2 separate regions of the Sus scrofa genome follow, and region 1 is linked to region 2. A link is a contact called in public Hi-C data. All regions are on one chromosome and are shown on one strand. The core of a region is the stretch at or near the end of the contact, and the rest is flanking DNA. Distances in the headings are between cores, read along the strand shown.

Region 1 (2,700 bases), core at 201-2,700, 130 kb before region 2:
GTCACAAGGGTACTCCATAAACTAATTTAAATACAGTAACACTGACCACTTTAGTATGCCATTCTGCCTATTTTGACAAATTCATGCGATTTTGTAGCTGTCACCACAATCAAGATGTACTTCTATTTTTCCAGACATTTTGCTGTATCCCTACTCGATAACCCCTCCCTACCTTCCAGTTCCTAGCAAGCACTGAACTGTATTCCTTAGCCATAGAATGTCATCTATTCAGAATGTAGCCTTTGAGTCACATTGATGTTTCTACCAGTCATTTATTCCTCTTTATTGCTGAGTATATTCTGCTTTATGAATGTACTACTGTTAATCTCTTCACCAGTTGGATATTAGGGTTGATTCAGTTTTTGTTGATTACAGTATAATTTATAAAGCCCCTATAAAATTTGCATATAGGTTTTTGTGTGAACACAAGTTTTCATTTCACTTGGATATAAGCAGCATTAGGATTGCCGTTTTACTTTTTTTTTTTTTTTTCTTTTCTTTTTTTAGGGCCACACCTCTGGCATTTGGAAGTTCTCACACTAGGTGCTACAGCTGCTGGACTACGCCCCAGCCACAGCAACATGCCAGATCTGAGCCGCGTCTGCAACCTACACCACAGCTCACTGTAACACCAATTCTTAACCCACTGAGCAAGGCCGGGGATCGAACCGTAACCTCATGGTTCCTAGTCAGATTCGTTTCCATTGCACCAGGAGGGGAACTGCAGGATTGCTGTTTTAAAGTAAAACATTTGTGGGTTATGAACCTGACTAGTATCCATGAGGATGCGGGTTTGATCCCTGGCCTCGCTCAGTGGGTTAAGGATCCAGTGTTGCCGGGATCTGTGGTGTAGATCGCAGATGCAGCTCAGATCTGGTGTTGCTGTGGCTGTGCTGTAGGCCAGTGGCTACAGCTCCAATTTAGCACCTAACCTGGGAACTTCCATATGCTGTCGGTGCCGCCCTAAAACAAAAAACCAAAAAACCACACCGTGATTATTTTATGGAATTGGATTTTTCATCGGGAAATACAATAAAAACCTTGCTCTTGAAAAAGGTAGAAATGCTGTTTTGTTTCAACTATTATTGGGAGATAGCTCATTATTTAATGCTATGTATTAAATCCGCAAGTTTTCACTTTCATGCCATTGCTGAAAACTGGGGTGGACATTTGGGCAACTATGGATGTCCCCAACACCTTTGCACTTTCACACATTGCTGCAATGCCGAACAAACTTCCCCGTAGTTACAAGGAACATCACGCTTATCTGGGGAGGGGGAGGGGTAGGCTGGAACCGGGGACCGCGTTAAGCAGTGCGCATGCGCGCGCCCCAGGGCGCCATTGGCTCTGCAGTGCGCGGGCGCGCCGACTCCCGGCTCCAGCGCGGCCTCGGCCGAGGGGCGGGGCTGACTTGGCGTCTCTGCCTCCGGCTCGGCGGCGGCGGCGCCATCTTGGGCGTGCGGCCGGGTGTGCGGCTGGCGGTTGGCGTCCGCGACCGTGTCCTTCCCGACCCCGACTCCGTGGGCGGACGCTCACTGCGGAACGAGCTGTAGGGCTGGGTCCGGAGGGCGCGCGCTGAGATGATGCTGAGAGGAAACCTGAAGCAAGTGCGCATCGAGAAGAACCCGGCGCGCCTCCGTGCCCTAGAGTCGGCGGCCGGCGAGGGCGAGCCGGCGGCCATGGCGCTCGCGCTGCCCGGGGAGCCGCCCGCGCCCGCGCCCGCCGCGCCCGCCGAGGACCGGCCGGCCGAGGAGGGCGGCTTCACCATCGACATCAAGAGCTTCCTCAAGCCGGGCGAGAAGACGTACACGCAGCGCTGCCGCCTCTTCGTGGGGAACCTGCCGACGGACATCACCGAGGACGACTTCAAGCGGCTGTTCGAGCGCTACGGCGAGCCCAGCGAGGTCTTCATCAACCGCGACCGCGGCTTCGGCTTCATCCGCCTGGTGAGGGCCGCGGGCGGGCGGCGGGCCGCGCCTCCCCTCCGCGTCTCCCTCCCTCGGCCTCTCGGCTCCCTCCTCCTCGCCCCCCCGCCCCGCCCGGCCGCCCCTCGTCTTCCCTCTCCCGGCCCTCGTGCCCCCGCCTGGTCTGCCTCCCCTCCGTCACCCCACTCCGCCGGGCCCGGCCGCCTGTCCTCGCGCGGCGCGGGCTGCTACTTTCTGTGTCGCTCGCGCATTGTGCGCTGGAGGAGCACGCTTCACCCCTTGTCAAATAAAGCGGCAAGTTCGCTAGTACCGTGCACACATCGTGCCTCCCTAATGTTAAAAAAACAAAAGTGCCGTTTTATACTTCCAGGACAGAGTACCTGTTTTATTACGTTTTCCTCTGCGCTTTGAGAATTTCCTCGATGTCGTTTATACGGCGTCATCGTAATTGGTATTTACATGCTGGATTCCCCCCCCCAACAAATTATCTTTATAAAAGGGGGACAGTTTTAGGTAAATAAATGGCTTTCCGTTTTTTGTTTTTTTAATCACCGGGTATAGAGTTATTTATTGTTTAGCATGGTCCTGTTCTAGAGTTTTGTACCTTTGCATGGTTTTTGTTTTTACCGGGATAGGCTTGAGTTCCGCCGGTGTTGTGGTTTGATCCTCAAATGTTCATTTCCGATTGTGGAAGCTTTTCTTTGTAGAACTTAAACTCTTCTTTCGATGAGTGGACAAGGCAAAATTCTAATACGTAGAGAAACATAATCAAATG
Region 2 (2,700 bases), core at 179-2,678:
CAGCAACACCACAGATGCTTACATTGTATATGGGAAAATTATACTTCAAGACGTCCCACTTTTTACTGTTTGTAACTAACAATAATATTGATGACACTTCATTTCAATTATTTATCCCCCACTGGACAGGATAGCTTTTTTTTTAATACTTAATGAATTTCATCACACTTACAGGTGTACAACAATCACCACAACCTAATTTTACAGCATGGACAGGGGAATTTTTAACGTCAGCAACTGAGTATGATACAACTAATCTCTGTATCCTCAGGACCTAACACAGCACCCAGCATGCAGTAGCTGAGACCAAAAAAGTCCGTGAATGGACAAAAAAAAAAAAAAAAAAAAAAAAAAACAAAACACACACACACAAAGTAGTGTACGCAAATGGGAAATAAAAGACAATAAAAAGAACACAACATATATAACGACCACCGTATAGGACCTTTGGTTATCTTACTCCTATTTACTAAAAGAGATTATTTGCCATCCTTATTATTGTCCGTCCTTGCACCCTCTTACTTTCCCTCAGCCTCCAGCCCACAATTCATTCGCCCACTTAACAATCTGATGTACACTAAGCAACTACTGCAGGCTAAGCATTAAAGTGATAAAACATCATTTTGTTATCACTTCAATAACAAAACTTAAAACGCATAGTCATGTACTAGAAGAGGCCTACAGTCTACAAGACAAACATATAAGAACGATAAATAAATCCTAAAACAAAAGTCTACACCCAGCGTCAGTGGGGCACCTCACTCTGTTGGGATCAGGGTCAAACGAGGCTTTCACGGGGGAAGAGAACAGGAGTTCCCCGGGAGAGGAACGAGGATGCTCAGGGCCTCTGGACCTGAGATGTGCCCTGTGGGGAGAAGGCGAGGACGAAGGCCCAAAAGCGGAGCACAGTCCCCACGTCCCCTGCGGCGAGAAACGTCCCCTGCGGCGAGAAACGCCCCCGCACCGCCTCCAGCGCCTCCGCCGCGCCGACCGCCGCGCGTGGGCCGCCCCGCACGTACCCCCTCCGTCTTCATGTCCAGGATCTTCTCCACCTCGAACACATCCTCGCCGTCCTCCTCACTGTCCCCCGCGGCCTCCGCTCCTTTCGCGGCCGCTTCCTTTTCTTCGCTCAACGCTCCGGCTCCCCCTCCTTCGACTGCAGGCGACTCTCCACTGCCGTCGGCTCCCGAACCGGCAACCGCAGCCGCGCTCGCCCCGTCCGCGTCCGCCTCCGCCATAACGGAGCTCTGCTAGCGGCGGGGAGAGGGACTGTGACACGCGCCCGCCCGCAGTCAGTCCCTCTGCCAGGCGGACGCGAAGGGCCCGACCGCGCCAATGGCGGGTTCCTGGCCCCGGAACGACGCGCGCGCACACCAACCACGTCAGGACGGGCGCGCCGGCGCCCCGCGCGGCCCACAGGAAGCGGGTGGGCGGGCCAAGGGGCCGCCGGGCGGAAGGAAGGGCCGGGTGTGGGGGCGGGGCTTGTCGGGAGAGTGGGCTGGGACAGCGGAGGGCGTGCGCTGTGGGAAGCCGCTCCCGGAGGGGAGGCTGCGGAGCGGCGCTGGGGGGCGGGGCTTGCAGGGCCGCTGGGGGCGGGGGCGGGGGCGGGGGCGGCAGAGCGCAGGGAGGCCTCCTGGGGGCGGGTTTCCGGCGGGCGCGCCCCACAGCCAGGCTTTCAGGGCGAGCACCGCCTGCGGCAGACAACGCTAGGCTCTTATCTGGATCGTCATCTGTGCGAATAGATTAGCGAGTGAATGATGCAAACACAGCTCCTAGTGCCGTTTCAGTTTAGGGAGTACTGTTTAAATAAATATTAAAAATATTTTAGTTGGGTTTTCTTTTATCCACTGGAAAAAAATAAGAGGATATGATGAAAGAAATTTGTCCAGGTTAGTAATGACTGACAAAAATAGTCCTCCCTGGAGTTCCCGTCGTGGCGCAGTGGTTAACGAATCCGACTAGGAACCATGAGGTTGCGGGTTCGGTCCCTGGCCTTGCTCAGTGGGTTAACGATCCGGCGTTGCCGTGAGCTGTGGTGTAGGTTGCAGATGCGGCTCGGATCCTGCGTTGCTGTGGCTCTGGCGTAGGCCGGTGGCTACAGCGCCGATTCGCTGGGAACCTCCATATGCCGCGGGAGCGGCCCAAGAAATAGCAACAACAACAACAACAACAAAAAGACAAAAAAAAAAATAGTCCTCCCTCAAAAAGAATCGTCACCCAAAGTTGCTAGGTCAAATATTTTTCTTTTTTGCTTTTTATGGCTGCACCTGCGGCCTATGGAGGTTCCCAGGCGAGGGGTCCAACTGGAGCTACAGCTGCTGGCGGACGCCAGAGCCACAGCAACACAGGATCCAACCTACACCACAGCTCATGGCAACGCAGGATCCCTAACCCGCTGAGGGAGGCCAGGGATCCAACCCGCAACCTCATGGTTCCTAGTTGGATTCGTTTCTGCTCCACCACAACGGGAACTCCCATTTTTCTCCCTTTTAATTACAGATAAGCAAATAAAGTCTTTATAGCAGCAAGCTTTTTATTTAATCTGTCCACAGAAAATGAATGCACAATGTGAGAGTTAAGTTTATTTGGGACAAAGTGAGGACTATAGGAAGAAAAAGCTTCTCGGCTCCAAAGACGGGGAGGAGGTTGTTCCACGTGATTTTGGTGGAGGGTACATAGGGTTCAGGAACACAATTTTGC

What was found. Hi-C and Micro-C count contacts between places; a contact is called where the count stands out from the background.
Region 1: a Hi-C map of skeletal muscle shows a contact between it and region 2, with 4 times the contacts expected there. The contact joins the promoter of PSPC1 here to the promoter of MPHOSPH8 in region 2. A contact is called at or near these places in 2 of 5 promoter capture datasets (fetal liver and liver), 6 of 47 Hi-C or Micro-C datasets (heart right ventricle, liver, retroperitoneal adipose tissue and 1 more) and 2 of 2 datasets of contacts at active chromatin or transcription factors (alveolar macrophages and skeletal muscle).

Annotation. Positions count from the first base shown.
Region 1 is chr11:570,840-573,539 of Sscrofa11.1, reverse strand. PSPC1 (paraspeckle component 1) reads left to right here and starts at 1,450. Exons shown (of 9, transcript XR_002336589.1): 1 at 1,450-1,946.
Region 2 is chr11:445,747-448,446 of Sscrofa11.1, reverse strand. It overlaps MPHOSPH8 (M-phase phosphoprotein 8), which reads right to left and starts at 1,428. Exons shown (of 14, transcript XM_013980701.2): 1 at 1,020-1,428. The coding sequence starts at 1,238.